2 separate regions of the Sus scrofa genome follow, and region 1 is linked to region 2. The links are chromatin contacts, called in public Hi-C maps. All regions are on one chromosome and are shown on one strand. The core of a region is the stretch at or near the end of the contact, and the rest is flanking DNA. Distances in the headings are between cores, read along the strand shown. Region 1 holds the start of WDR36 (WD repeat-containing protein 36). Region 2 holds the start of SLC25A46 (solute carrier family 25 member 46).

The links. A called contact is a pair of places that touch in the nucleus more often than the background predicts.
Region 1: a Hi-C map of epiblast stem cells shows a contact between it and region 2, with 2.1 times the contacts expected there. The contact joins the promoter of WDR36 here to the promoter of SLC25A46 in region 2. A contact is called at or near these places in 3 of 47 Hi-C or Micro-C datasets (epiblast stem cells, heart right ventricle and liver) and 1 of 2 datasets of contacts at active chromatin or transcription factors (skeletal muscle).

What each region holds. Positions count from the first base shown.
Region 1 is chr2:115,831,690-115,838,756 of Sscrofa11.1, forward strand. It overlaps WDR36 (WD repeat-containing protein 36), which reads left to right and starts at 3,410. Exons shown (of 24, transcript XM_003354239.5): 1 at 3,410-3,822. TSLP (thymic stromal lymphopoietin) reads left to right here and starts at 463. Exons shown (of 6, transcript XM_021085155.1): 1 at 463-674; 2 at 934-1,022; 3 at 2,010-2,146; 4 at 3,013-3,057; 5 at 3,688-3,822; 6 at 5,739-5,883. The coding sequence starts at 463. The coding sequence ends at 5,846.
Region 2 is chr2:115,525,978-115,532,177 of Sscrofa11.1, forward strand. It overlaps SLC25A46 (solute carrier family 25 member 46), which reads left to right and starts at 3,685. Exons shown (of 8, transcript XM_013995025.2): 1 at 3,685-4,113. The coding sequence starts at 3,831.

The DNA.
Region 1 (7,067 bases), core at 2,160-4,659, 310 kb after region 2:
CCATCCTCCAGCTGCCAATCAGAAACACTTATGTCATAGTAAGTGAATCAGGCTTTGGTGTCATTCCACAAGACCCTGAAAAGTAGTGGATAGGGGGAGAGGGACGGAGGACATCTCTTTCAAAGGATGCTGCCATGACCTTAAACCCTAGACTGTCAGGGTTCCAGAAAAAGCCCATCTTTAAGTCAGTGGTGAATCAGAAGCTGTCCGACACTCTTGTCAGCGCCACAACCTTTATCTCCAGGCCTCCAGCAGAGAATTGGGTCCAGCTGTATTGGTACAGCTGTAGAGAGCCTTCTACGAAAAAATGTTCAGTTCTGGCTCGAGTTTCTACTCCACCCCCACCCCGAAGCCGCGTTTTTCCCGCTTTCCTCGCCACCCCCTGCTGCTGTTCCCAGGCTCCGCGTGGCCTGTGACATTTGCTAGGACTCACATGGGCGCCCTGCCTCGGCGGCTCAGGCGATGACTCCTAGGAACTTCCCAAGGACCTGGGCTCCGCAGGCTCTGACACGCAAGGAGGTGGGGGTGGGGGGACTGAGAGGGGAGCTGGGTTTCAGGAGAACCCGGGCGGCGCGGGCCAACCTGGGCCGGATTGGGGTTCATTCCCCAGCAGCGCCGTCGCTTTGGGTCTTCCTTCTCTTCAACTTCATATTGGCGCTACCAGAACCCCGAAGGCGGCTAGGCACCAAATGCTCTCCCTGATTCACTTGGCTGTGTTTAAACTCACTTTTCTGGAGTTTGGAAGCACAAAACCGAGCCAGCCATCTCAGTGCTTCTCCCGCCCCTAAAACGCGTGCCTGTGCTCAGGCCGCAGGTGATGGAAGTTGTCGAGGTTACGCAGCGTGGGGCTAAGGCTGTGCGCACGCACGCGGGGCGCAGGAATCCTGCGCGCGTCCGGGCGAGCTGCCTGCTGGACAGCACCTAACCCTGCAGCGGTCCGCTGCTGCGCGGCGCAGTCGTCCCGCTCCTGGAGTCCGGCGTTCCCACTCCTGAACGCAGCCCTGAAGAATGGGGCTGTGAAGGTGACAGGGCGGTGGAATTTGTAGCTTTGAAAGTTCGTGACACGTCTAGAACTTGCTAGAGGAAAAAGCAGCTCCTAAGGTGCCCCCCAGTCACCTAAGAGTAGCATTTCTTTCACGAAGTTGATCAGGGTGCTTTGGCAAGTTAGTTTTTTGAGGGTGAGGCCCACCAGATCTTTTCCTATTCATTTCAATTTCTTATCGTCCTTGCCCCTCAGGTTCTGGTCCATTATTGCATATGTAATCCTTTACCTGCAAGTGCAGTCCAAGCCTGAGGCTGCACCCAGTCACCAAAGTATTGCATTAAGTAAGAACATGCGTTTCTTCTCAGTAGCCACAGAGAAGGAAAAGCACTAGCAGAAAGTGGCCAAAGGAATGCTTAGAGAGTACAGCAATCAAGAGCAGAGGTACCTACCTTTTAGAGCTGCTACTGTTTAGGGTGTTGTTTGTTTTTATTTTTGTTTTTGTTTTCAAAAAAGGAGTTTGGTCATAGAAATAGCCCTGTAGAAGAAAGATATATCTCTTTCTTAAAGCACATTCAGACACATATCAAGGGTATAGGGCAAAGATAAAAGGAGGAAGGTGAGGGAAATTCCTGGTGATTTTACTAATGTTAAAATTCCATAGATTTGGCTAGCCCTATTTTTTTTTCTTTCATGTCATCAATTTAGAATTCTATAAAGGAAGAGAATGACATCAAGGAAAATCATTGGCCTAGGAGAAAAGAGCCGTAGGCGTTTAGGTGTTATATATGTGGAGCCAGAAAGCTCTGGAGCATCAGGGAGACTCCAACCTAAGGCAACAACATGGGTGAATATGGGCTTCATGTGCACTGGGAATGAGAAGCAAAGAATGGCGCCTGGGCATCTACCCCTAAGTTAGGCCCTGCAGCTCTAGAGGCAATTCAGCTTTGGTGGAAAGAGTTGAGTGAGAAACTGGGGTGGAATTGGGTTTCCAAATGCATTGCCTGATACCTTATTATTTGTTCAGTTTTTTTCAGGAAGATCTTCATCTTGCAACTGATAGGGCTTGTGCTAACCTACAATTTTACAGACTGTGACTTTGAGAGGATTCAAGATATTTTCGAGGAAGTCATACATCACGAACTGAAAACTTATATAAATGGGGTAAGTGAAGCAATATTTTTTAAATGTTTTTATAAAATTTTATAAGTGCACACACACTACAACTACAATTTAACTTTCAAGGAAATAATTGGAAAATAATCATGGTTCAGTATTTTGTCAAAAAAGAAATCCACAAGTGATGTTGAAACATACTGGCTTCTAAAATGACTACCAAGAAATTGGGACACTAATGAAATGTGCTGGTGCTGATGAGGAGCAGGTATTGATAGGCGACACATGATATCCATCAAGGTTGTCTATTCTCTGCTAAATCTTCCTCACCGGTGCAATTAAAAAAAAAAAAAAACAGATTAAGGGCTTGAGAAAGAAAGAACAATAGAGGGAATTCTTGTGAGCTAAGACCTAACCAGTGAGGATGACCCGGAGGAATGTGCCCTTCAGTTCTTTCTGGTGTTCGAGATATTTAGGATGCCATTGTGGGATAAGGGCACTTCAGATTTCTTAATATACAGTAGTAAACATTGTCCTGATTCTAATTTCTGGATAAAAAGTACATGTACGAAGTGTACAAACAGCTACAGGGCAGACGTGAGTATTCAAAAAACGGCATCATTGTCACGTGTGTGGCCCTGTATACAGGTGTGTCCACTTTGGTGGGCAAGGACAATCTCTCTCTAGGATACGATAATTTGATATCCAGTTTCAAACACTAGTAGGCACTATCTGAAGACTAAATGTTTCGTGACCATGTCAACATCAAGAACAGTCGCATAGGAAACAAGTACCGAATGGGAAACTACATCTTTAAAACCTGGAAGCAACGGAGTGAGGAGGAGAGGCAAATGATTTCTCCTCTGAACTTAAGTCTTTACCCTTCCGCCGTATGCTATTATTCTTTCTTCCAGACGAAAAGTATCGAGTTTAACAAATTCGTCTACTGTGATGATAGGGTGAGTAAGTGGTTAGTGCTGCTGGCTTTCTCCAGAGAGACGCCAGGCGTCCCGGGGAGGGAGTATCTTGCGGTCCGTGGAACCCCAGGCGGGGGCCGGGATCCCTGGCGACGCCGACCCAGTAGGGACCACTGGGCTGCCGGAAACTTCCGTGCCGGTGCCCAGCTCCGGACGCCAGTTCTGTTCCAATTTAAGGTGAGGAGTCTCTCGGATCTGAGGAGGATTCCGGGAGAGGCTCCTCCTCGCCCTCCCCGCTCGGGAGGAACGTCAAATTGGGAACTGGGACCGGGGAACTACGTCAGAGGCGCTCCTCCCAGGGTGTGAGCCTCGGCTGGAAGCGATCGCCGCCGCCCCTTGGGCCTGGAGTTGTGGGCGGAGCGAGCAGCGGCGCGGGTTCCATCTCCTCAAGTGCCCTCGGCCACCTCACCACGCCCCTGCTTCCTCAGCTTGCTCACCCGAGACCTCTTTCCTCCTCCTCGAATCGCCTTTGCTGTGTCTCCCGTTCCTCCCCCGCCGCCCCCACTGCCCCATTCACTCAAGTCTCACCAACTCTCTCTCTTTTTCCCTTTTTCGCCCACCCCCCCCTCGGCGTTTTCTTCTTTTCTCGTAAATTTTGCCGCCTTTGAGCAGCCGGATTGCCTCACTAAAATCGAACTCTTTACCTTCAAACCCGTTCACGGCTGCACCTCACTCGCCAAGGAAGAATTTGCCAAACGAACTAAGGCTGCATTCGCACTCCAGTGCTCGGGCTACTCCGGAATTCAGGTAAGCAGATGTATCCAAAGCTCGCGTTTTAATAAGTGGGGCTTCTGGGCAAAAGTTGTGATTTTTATTCAGATTCTGTCTTTCGAAGGGCAAACGAACGGGTAAAAGCTGTAGTTTGTCGGCTAGTCCCACGTTGACACCAGGATTCAAACCCCCCTATGTCTAGGGTTCGGGTTCTTTTTGCAGACTTGTTCCCTAAGCCTTAGGCCAGTGTTTCAAAGTGTGATCTGTGAGCTTACGACATCAGCATGCCCTGGCTACTCAAGCATGGGAGGGTGATTGTCCAAAAAGCAATTGCCAGGGACCCAACCCAGATCTCGAAAATCACAGTCACTGTGTATAAACTCCTTGTGAGATTATTACCCATTCCAAAGTGTAAGCAGCATTGCTTAGGCTTATCATTTAATAATTGCATACTTCTTTCTTTAAAGTTTACATTATACGTTAAATCTCTACCACAGGTCTGCTTAATTGCCTGTTGCTCACTCTTTACAAAATGGATCTTTCGCATATGCAATTACATGCATTTGAATGAAGGTGTAACTTTTAAATGGAAACTGTAGTGCCAAGCTGGGGACAGTAAGTCAGGGGACAGCCTTGTCTGATTTTGAATCCTAGCCCCATAACTTCTGTGAAAACTTGGATAAATTACTTAGCCTCTATGTGCTCAGTTCCATCTGCAAAATGAGAATCATATTTGCAAGTCCTGTAAAGAGTGGTTTTGAGGATTAAATGAGTCCATACATGTAAAAGTACTTGGAACAGTAAATTATTTATTTCAGCAGGCAAGTAAATCAGGGAATTTATCTTCCTGATGACAAATTTTAAAATGACAAAAAGAATCAGTGTAGATTTGCATATTAAGTGGTGGACTTTATCCCTCTATACACTGAGTGTCTAGGTGCCTGGGGCTGTCAGTTTTTTCGGGATTGAAGATTGACGCCGTGGTGTTCTGGGTTTAGCTTGAATTGGAGACTCAATAACAGGCAGCCATGTGAAAAACCCATTTGGCTCTATGTCTTCCATCAAGGGAACTCTGGCAAATCTGCAAATGGCCACAGTGATATTCATCCATATAAGAAAAGCACAGAGGACAGGCAAGATCAAGTTCTGCACAACGTGTGAAAAAGGGAGAGTCGGGAGGGGTTTATTTCAGCCCTCTCACAAGTGCAAAGGGAGAGCCCAAGACCAGTGATATTTAATTACAATTTAGCAGATTAAATTATAAGCCTTTTGCTTAGTAACCTGGTGAACTTCATTGATCTGAATATTGCATGTCTGGGTGGCCCAGTCCCTACTCAAGAGTAATTTGAGTGAAGGAATACATCAGAAGATTATTGCAATCTTTTTTTTTTTTCTTACTATTTAGACTCCTCATCAGAATAAGCTTTCAGGTGTCTGTGGCATATCTAGGAGGTTGGGAAGGACAGATCCAAATAATGGGTTTACTGAATTATATCTGTAAAGAGGCATAACTCCTGTTCTTGAGGAACTTATGATCTTGTCAGGGAGATCCGTGAAATCATCAACTAATTCATGTTTTTACTCATTCCATAAATATTCAATGTTTCCTGTGTATATGACATTGTCCTCAGTCCTCTGGGGAATACCCATGATGTAATAATGAAAACACTATGTCTGTGAGAGCCAAGTTAAGTAAAAGCTATCTGAAGCTCTTAAAGAATTTCCAAAAGAAATATCTGAGCAATTAGCAGAGGTCTTGTGGAGGAGGTGCTGCTTGGCCTTGAAGTAATGGGTGGAGAGCTGGGAGGACATTCCTCTGGAGAAAGCACACAAGCAGTGTGTAGGTGTCTTGGAGGATACTCTGAGAGAGAGATTTGCATAAAGAAGATAAAATAAGAGCCACTCAAAGACAGTGACAACTAATTTTGATTATTGCTTCTCCTGTTCCACAGATAAATAATACCCAGGCAATGAGGAAAAGAGAAGTCAAAGCAAATAAGTGCCTGGAGCAAGTCTCATACTTGCTAGAACTATGGCGCCGGTTCAGTCGCATTTCATAGAAACCAAATCAAGCTTCATTAAAGTCACATTTCACAACACTGTAAATCATCGTTATTAGGTAGATGGAACATTAACTTTGTGACATTTATGAGACCACCAGTAATTTTTTTTTTTTTTAATTTACAGAAGGGTTTCTTAGCTTAATTTTGTAAGCTTTCGTTGTTTAATGTAGGTTTATAGTGTAGGTGAAATACTTTTCCTCACCTGTGGGCGGAGACTTGTAGTATTTCTGCCTGGGCCTCCAGCTTTGTGGCAGTTAATTCTCAGCTGGAACTACATAAGCCCTACTCAAATAAAGAATCTAAAAGTGTAGGAGGAGGAGAACTTTTCCCCTTGCAAAAGAAAAAAAGTTGAACTTGATAGCATGTAAACCTGTTTAAAAGGCAGACATTTCTTCCATGTGTTTTCATACCAAAAAAAAAAAAACTTCCTGTTTTCATATGAAAAAAGTTAAAAGAGAAAGCAATAGGGGTGCACAAAAAAATGCATAATGAAGCAACTTGAAATACTTTCCAAGCAAGATATTGTCAAAGTATTCGAAGCCAAATTTTTAAACTTATCTAACAGACAAGATTTGTGTATGCAAGTAATCCTAAAGAGGTGCCTTTTGTGAGTGCTAAAAGATATATATTTTAAAAGTTGTGGAATGTACCTTTAATTTATTTTGTAAGCAGTTTTTAAAATGTACATATTGCTTTGTTATCAGCACTATATTTTTCTTAATAAAATAATTCCAAACTCATCTCTTATGAATGGTCTTTTTAATATAATAGTTTTCACACACACACACTTTTCTGAGGGGGCATCATTTTTCTTCATTTCTTTCCCTTCATCTGTGGAGCCATTGACCACTCTCCTTCTGCACTATGCCTTTTGGCCCTGCCTATAGAGAGAATATTGCATAATGTTGGGCATTAGGATGCTTTCTTTTTTTTTTTTTTGTCTTTTTGCTATTTCTTGGGCCGCTCCCGCGGCATATGGAGGTTCCCAGGCTAGGGGTCCAATCGGAGCTGTAGCCACCAGCCTACGCCAGAGCCACAGCAACGCAGGATCCGAGCCACGTCTGCAACCTACACCACAGCTCACGGCAACCGCGGGATCGTTAACCCACTGAGCAACGGCAGGGATCGAACCCGCAACCTCATGGTTCCTAGTCGGATTCGTTAACCACTGCGCCACGACGGGAACTCCTAGGATGCTTTCTGATCACCCTTTTAAAT
Region 2 (6,200 bases), core at 2,435-4,934:
TACATGAGTTATCTTGCCTCAGAATGGGATGACATATTTATAGTTTTTACATTCCAAGTTAAAATAGTGAAGTATGAGAAAGCAGTAAAACCATTTCTCAATTTTCATAAAGTGGTGTGAAATAAAGAGGTTCCACCACTGTGGGCTCAGGGAATTCAGCTAGTTCCTCAAATCACCCAATGCACCAAATAACACTCAACAAATGGAAGTATATAACATGTTTATAGAAAGGGACACTTAATAGCATAAACGTAAACTTCAGCAAATAGAAAACTATGAGTCCTTGAAGAAAATGTTTCACAGAATAATAAAAAATAAAAAATTTAATGTCATAGGTGTGAACTGAAGTTTGACATTTGCCATCAGCCTCTACATGGAGCAGAACATGAGCCACTGCAGCTACCAACCCACAGCAACCTGAGTGGAGCTCAGGGTGGAGACCAGGAGGGAGGCTCTCTGTGCTCTGGGAAAGGCCTTCAGGTAGTTAGATAGTCTCAGGAGATTTTATGAGCCCAATTCCTGCATCTCCTTATTCCAGAAAAACACTAAAATCCATCATTGATGACTTAATGTTTGACTAGTAGTAACCTTCACAAGACCACCAGAAAACTTCTGTAAAATGTGTGAATGGCTGCATGCACCTCCTCCCCCTTTTCATGACTTATATCTTGATAGACCCCCTTTCCTCTTTGGGACAGTATCTCATAACTATCTGAAATACTGTCTCCTGGGCTGTAGTTAGTGGGCAAAACAAAAGATGTCCTGGTCACCTGTGAGAACAGCCACTCCCACGGGTGGGCCAATGAACCCTGAGGGAACTCAGGAAAGCATATCAAAGGAGTGATTCCAATAAGCCCAGACCTTTCTGCCTTCATATAGCAATGGTTTTCTGTAAATCTTCTGTAAACTTGGTTATCTATAAATCTTTTGTTCCTACTACCTCCCCATTGTTACAAAAACCCATATGCCTAGCTTCCTTCTTCTCCTCCTTGGAGCGGTTTCTTGGGGCTACCTGAGATGCTGTCTCCAGGGCTTAAGTTCTAATTTCACCCCAAGTAAAACTTAACTCTCAACTTTCAGGTTGTATTTTCATCTATTTAAAAACCCTACATTTGTTTCCTAGGATTTAGGAGTCAAAAGATATGATCATTTTTATGGGTTTTGACATAGATTGCCAAACTGCCGTCTATCAGAAAGTTGTTATATATATATATACATTATCTTTTTTCTATTTCTTTGGGCCGCTCCTGCGGCATATGGAGGTTCCCAGGATAGGGGTAATCGGAACTGTAGCCGTCAGCCTATGCCAGAGCCATAGCAACGTGGGATCCAAGCCGCATTGCAACCTACACCACAGCTCACGGCAACGCTGGATCGTTAACCCACTGAGCAAGGGCAGGGATCGAACCCACAAGCTCATGGTTCCTAGTCGGATTCGTTAACTACTGCACCACGACAGGAACTCCCAGAAAGTTGTTATATTTTTATACAACTCCAGAAATTAATGAGAGCTACTTTCTTTTCACTTTTCATAATAATGTACATTTCTCTTTGAAACATTGTCATTTTTATAGATGAAAACAGTTATTATTCAAATTTGCCTTACTAGAGAGTAGATATTTGTTCATATAACTATTATCCATTTGCATTTGTTTCGTTAATAAAAGCTTCTCCATGTTCTTTGCTCATATTTTTATGACTTTCCCTTACTGGTAGGAGCTCTTCTTTACAATACAGTGACCCACTCTCTAAACCAGGTTTTAGACATGCTTTCTTGCTGTCACTTTTAGAAAGTTTTTCAATTCACTATTTGAAAAATATTCACCAAGCATTTTCTTCCAACATTCAATCTTTAAAAACTAAAGAAAAAACAATAATATGAATTCATTTTGGAAGTTGTGAAGAAGTGAGGCTGTTGTTTCCGCCACTCATTTGGCTACCCAGTTGTTCTCCTTTTAATAATTCATCCTTTCTCCACTGACAGCGCATGTGAATTGTGAGATGCTATTGTTTTTAATACAAAAGGTACACATGCACACACACACTTTTCTCCTTCTTTTACTAATGCAGACCTAGACCCCAGGTGCTTGTAGGACCAACCTGTGTTTAAGTATTTATTTAAAAAAATCACTCCAGGAGTTCCCATCGTGGCGTGGTGGTTAACGAATCCGACTAGGAACCATGAGGTTGCGGGTTCAATCCTTGGCCTTGCTCAGTGGGTTAAGGATCCGGTGTTGCTGTGAGCTGTGGTGTAGGCTGCAGATGAGGCTCGGATCCCGAGTTGCTGTGGCTCTGGCATAGGCAGGCAGCTACAGCTCTGATTAGACCCTTAGCCTGGGAACCTTCATATGCGGTGAGAAACGGCCCAAGGAAAGGCAAAAAGACAAAAAATAAATAAATTAATATTAAAAATCACTCCTGTTTGTACTTAAGCACTATTCTCTTTTGCACAGCCGAATATTTGCAATTATGTTCTATGTTGGGCATTCTGTTGCAAAAATAAAATCAGGTCAAGAACTCTGAAAAAAAATTTAAAAAATAAAAATAATAAAAAACAGTAAGTCAATAAGTTTTGGACCTGAGCCAGTCCCAATCTTGAGCCAATCATTCTCAAGGAACACAGAAGTATTTTTATTGCCATGCCCAGTAACTAATTTGATATTACCCAGTAATTTGGTACTAGTACTCGAGTAATTGTAGATACACTTACTAGAGAAAAGACTCAATACATTTGCTGTAGCCATATTATAACTCAATCTAAGAATGTCAGTGGACTCAAGACGAAGTTGATAATCACTTAAATAAAGGTTCGTTTCTGGAAGCTTGCGAACAGTGCGTCAGGGTTCTTTTCTGAAAGTTCTCATATTCCTGGGTGTCAAATGGGGCAAAAGGGCCATAGAAGGAACCCATGTTAGGTTAGATCAGGTCTAGGGAGCTGATCAGGTAGTAGGGGCCACTTTAATTTTTCAACTAGAGTCTCGATTTTGCGATTTTGAGTGACATCACTTGGGATTTAAATACCATGAGTGATTTAGCTCCACCAGAAGAAAACGACAGAGAACTATCTATAGTCGTTTTGTGGCCCTAGAAAAACAAAATGCTAATTCCTAAATCTCAGAGAGTAGTTTTTATTCTCAGGGGGGAGCAGGGAAGAAAAAGGTAAAGGAGGGTTTTCTCCTGCTACCTCCTTTCTAAGGCTTGCTCTAGCCGTCAACAATATTTTGGGGTTCACTGAGCCAAACCAGATCTCTCAATCGATTCTACCCAGAGCGCTAAGTATGGCAGGCAAAGCTACATTATGACGTTAGGAACATCCGCAACTCTAATCTCTAATAGTTTCTCGACGGCAGGCCGGGTATTAGCCCAGCGAGAAAATAAAAGACCTAAATCTGGGACCTTTGTATTCCATGGGGCGTTTCCAGCTGAGATCTGATTTCTGGAGTAAGCTCCACCCACCCGTTAGCTCCCTCTAGGAAATATTTTTATTCGACCTCTTCTCACCCAGGCCACCCCTTTCACCCCTGTTCCTCTACAACATCTCTTGTTACCGTGTTCCATTAACCTCACAGTCTTGTTTCCACCTCCTCCCGAAAAACTGCAGTTTTAGGGGTTACGGCCGTGTCTCCCTAGCAACCGTGTATCAAATGGCCGCCGGAAGAGGCTACGGTCACGTGGTCCCAGGACTTCCGGATTTGCAACGTGACTTCCGGTTGTCAGAATTTCCTCGGACGCGGCGGCGGCTGCAGAGAAGAAGCTGTGGACCTCGAGGTCGCTGTGGCCCCAGTGGTGGTGGGGTCCGGGTGAGCTCGCCTCATCCTGCCCCCTCTGCGATGCATCCGAGGCGCCCGGACGGATTCGATGGCTTGGGCTATCGGGGCGGTGCCCGGGATGAGCAAGGCTTTGGCGGCGCTTTCCCTGCAAGGTCTTTCAGCTCGGCGTCTGACCTGAGCCACTGGGTGACCACTCCCCCAGACATCCCGGGTAGCCGCAACCTGCACTGGGGCGAGAAGAGCCCGCCCTACGGCGTGCCCGCCCCCTCCACCCCGCTCGAGGGCCCAGCGGAGGAACCCTTTCCCGGAGGCAGCGGTGGTAGCGTGCCCGGGCAGAGCAGCGGTGAGGGAAATGGGGCACAAGCAGGGGCTGGTGGAGTAATGGGGCCGTAAGGGAATCCGCAGAGCCCAGAAGCCGAACTCCCGGGCCTGGAGGGTCCCGCCTCCCGGGCCTCTCGGCCTATCGCGCACCACACCCTCTGCCCTCTTTTCGTCCTCTGCCTCTCAGGCGGGGCTCCTCCCTCTTGCTCACACAAATGTTTTCTCCGGGATCGTCTCCTCTTGCTCACACAAATGTTTTCTCCGGGATCGTCTCCAAAAAAGACACCTGCCTTAGCTGTGGGGTGTGTGGTAGAAACTGCGGAGGGTTTTGGCGTATTACAACCCATAGTCTGATTCAAGAAAGAAGGAAGTCGGATTATTTACTGTGTTGAGAATCATGCGAACTATACCTAACTCACCGACAGCTGTATTCCTTTGATTTAATTAATCAGTTGTGGCTTTGTGTTATGGAAAGAGAAAAGCCCTCTTAGGCTCAAACCTGGCTCTACTTCTTGAAAGCTGAGAGACTTTCTTAACCTTTGTAATCCCCCAGTTTTCTCGTCTCTAAGAATAACTCAGGGTTTTAGAAGTGGCAGGTAAAATGAGGATGAGTTATGCCTACTACAGAGTAGGCTAAAAGGATACCTCTCTTTTCCCATTTAATCATAGAAATCGTGCCCATGTTCTAGATCCCCCAACTGCCCCTGTATTTTCCCACCTAATGCTTTCCTTTTTCTGATTTAAAAACTCAACTAAAGAATGAAAAAAACAGGAGTTCTCGTCGTGGCGCAGTAGTTAATCCGACTAGGCACCAAGAGGTTGTGTGTTCGATCCCTGGCCTTGCTTAGTGGGTTAAGGATTCGCGGCTCGGATCCGCGTTGCTGTGGCTGTGGTGTAGGCCGGTGGCCACAGCTCCAATTAGACCCCTAGCCTGGGAACCTCCATATGCCGCAGGGAGTGGCCCTAGAAAAGGCAAAAACAAAACAAAACAAAAAACAGGTAGTTTCAAGATAATACTTTGGAATTAAGATACGATTATTCTCTGTAGGATGTCAGAAGACCTGTGTTTTAATTGCAGCACTGTGTGATCTAGACAGTCTTAAAGTCTTCATAAGATGGAAAAATTTGCTGCCTCTCTTCGTTCTCCTGAAATTGTTAGAATAATAGATTGTATCATTAAATATTATGTATATTCTGGATATAAATTTTATTCTTATTTCTTTGATTTTGACTTGTGGGCACGGTAATATTTATTTGATTTGGGTTACTGGGAGGAATAGACTTTAAATACTATCCCGCGAAGATATTTGGAGGAGGATCATTGACTTAGTGTCATACAATTAGTGTTTTCACTCTAGTTTGATTTTTTTCTATTGGTCCCAAAAGGAGTACTGGAAAGTTACAAATTAAATAAGTTGAAATGCATATACGATTGTTGCAGTTACCTTCTTAGGCAGTAAAGCTGATGTCTTTATCTTTTCATAACTTATGCTTTGATGGTTACAGTGACCGGGAGCTCTTAATAACCAGGGTATTGTGGCTTTTTTGCAGCAGTTAAGAGGCTGGTGGGAGCTCTTGTGGTGGCTGGGTTAACGAACCCGACTAGCATCCATGAGGATGCGGGTTCCATCCCTGGCCTTGCTCAGTGGGTTAAGGATCTTGAGTTGCTGTGGCTCTGGCATAGGCTTCGGCTACAGCTCCAATTGGACTCCTAGCCTGGGAACCTCCATATGCCCGGCGTGCTGCCCTAAAAAGACCAAAAAAAAAAAAAAAAAAGAGGGAGAGAGAGACTGGTGAATGTAACTTTGCAAAGAGTTTAAAAGCCTGAGCGACTTATACAGTTGACAATAATAAACCTTCCAGACAATGTCATTCGTATTTCTGTTAATATTAGTGGATGACCTCTATACACAAAAAAGGGAAAAGCTGAAAGGAGGAAAGCATCTTAATTGAGCAAAAGAAGCGTCTTTCTGTCTAGCTTGTACGTTTTTCAGGGCAAGGATGAACCAAATGGTTTCCCTAGAAACTGTTGACATGGCCTTGTTCTGGCAGGAAATAGTGAAGGCTTTACTTCATTCAAAAGAGCAGAGATGAGAGGGACAGATTGGA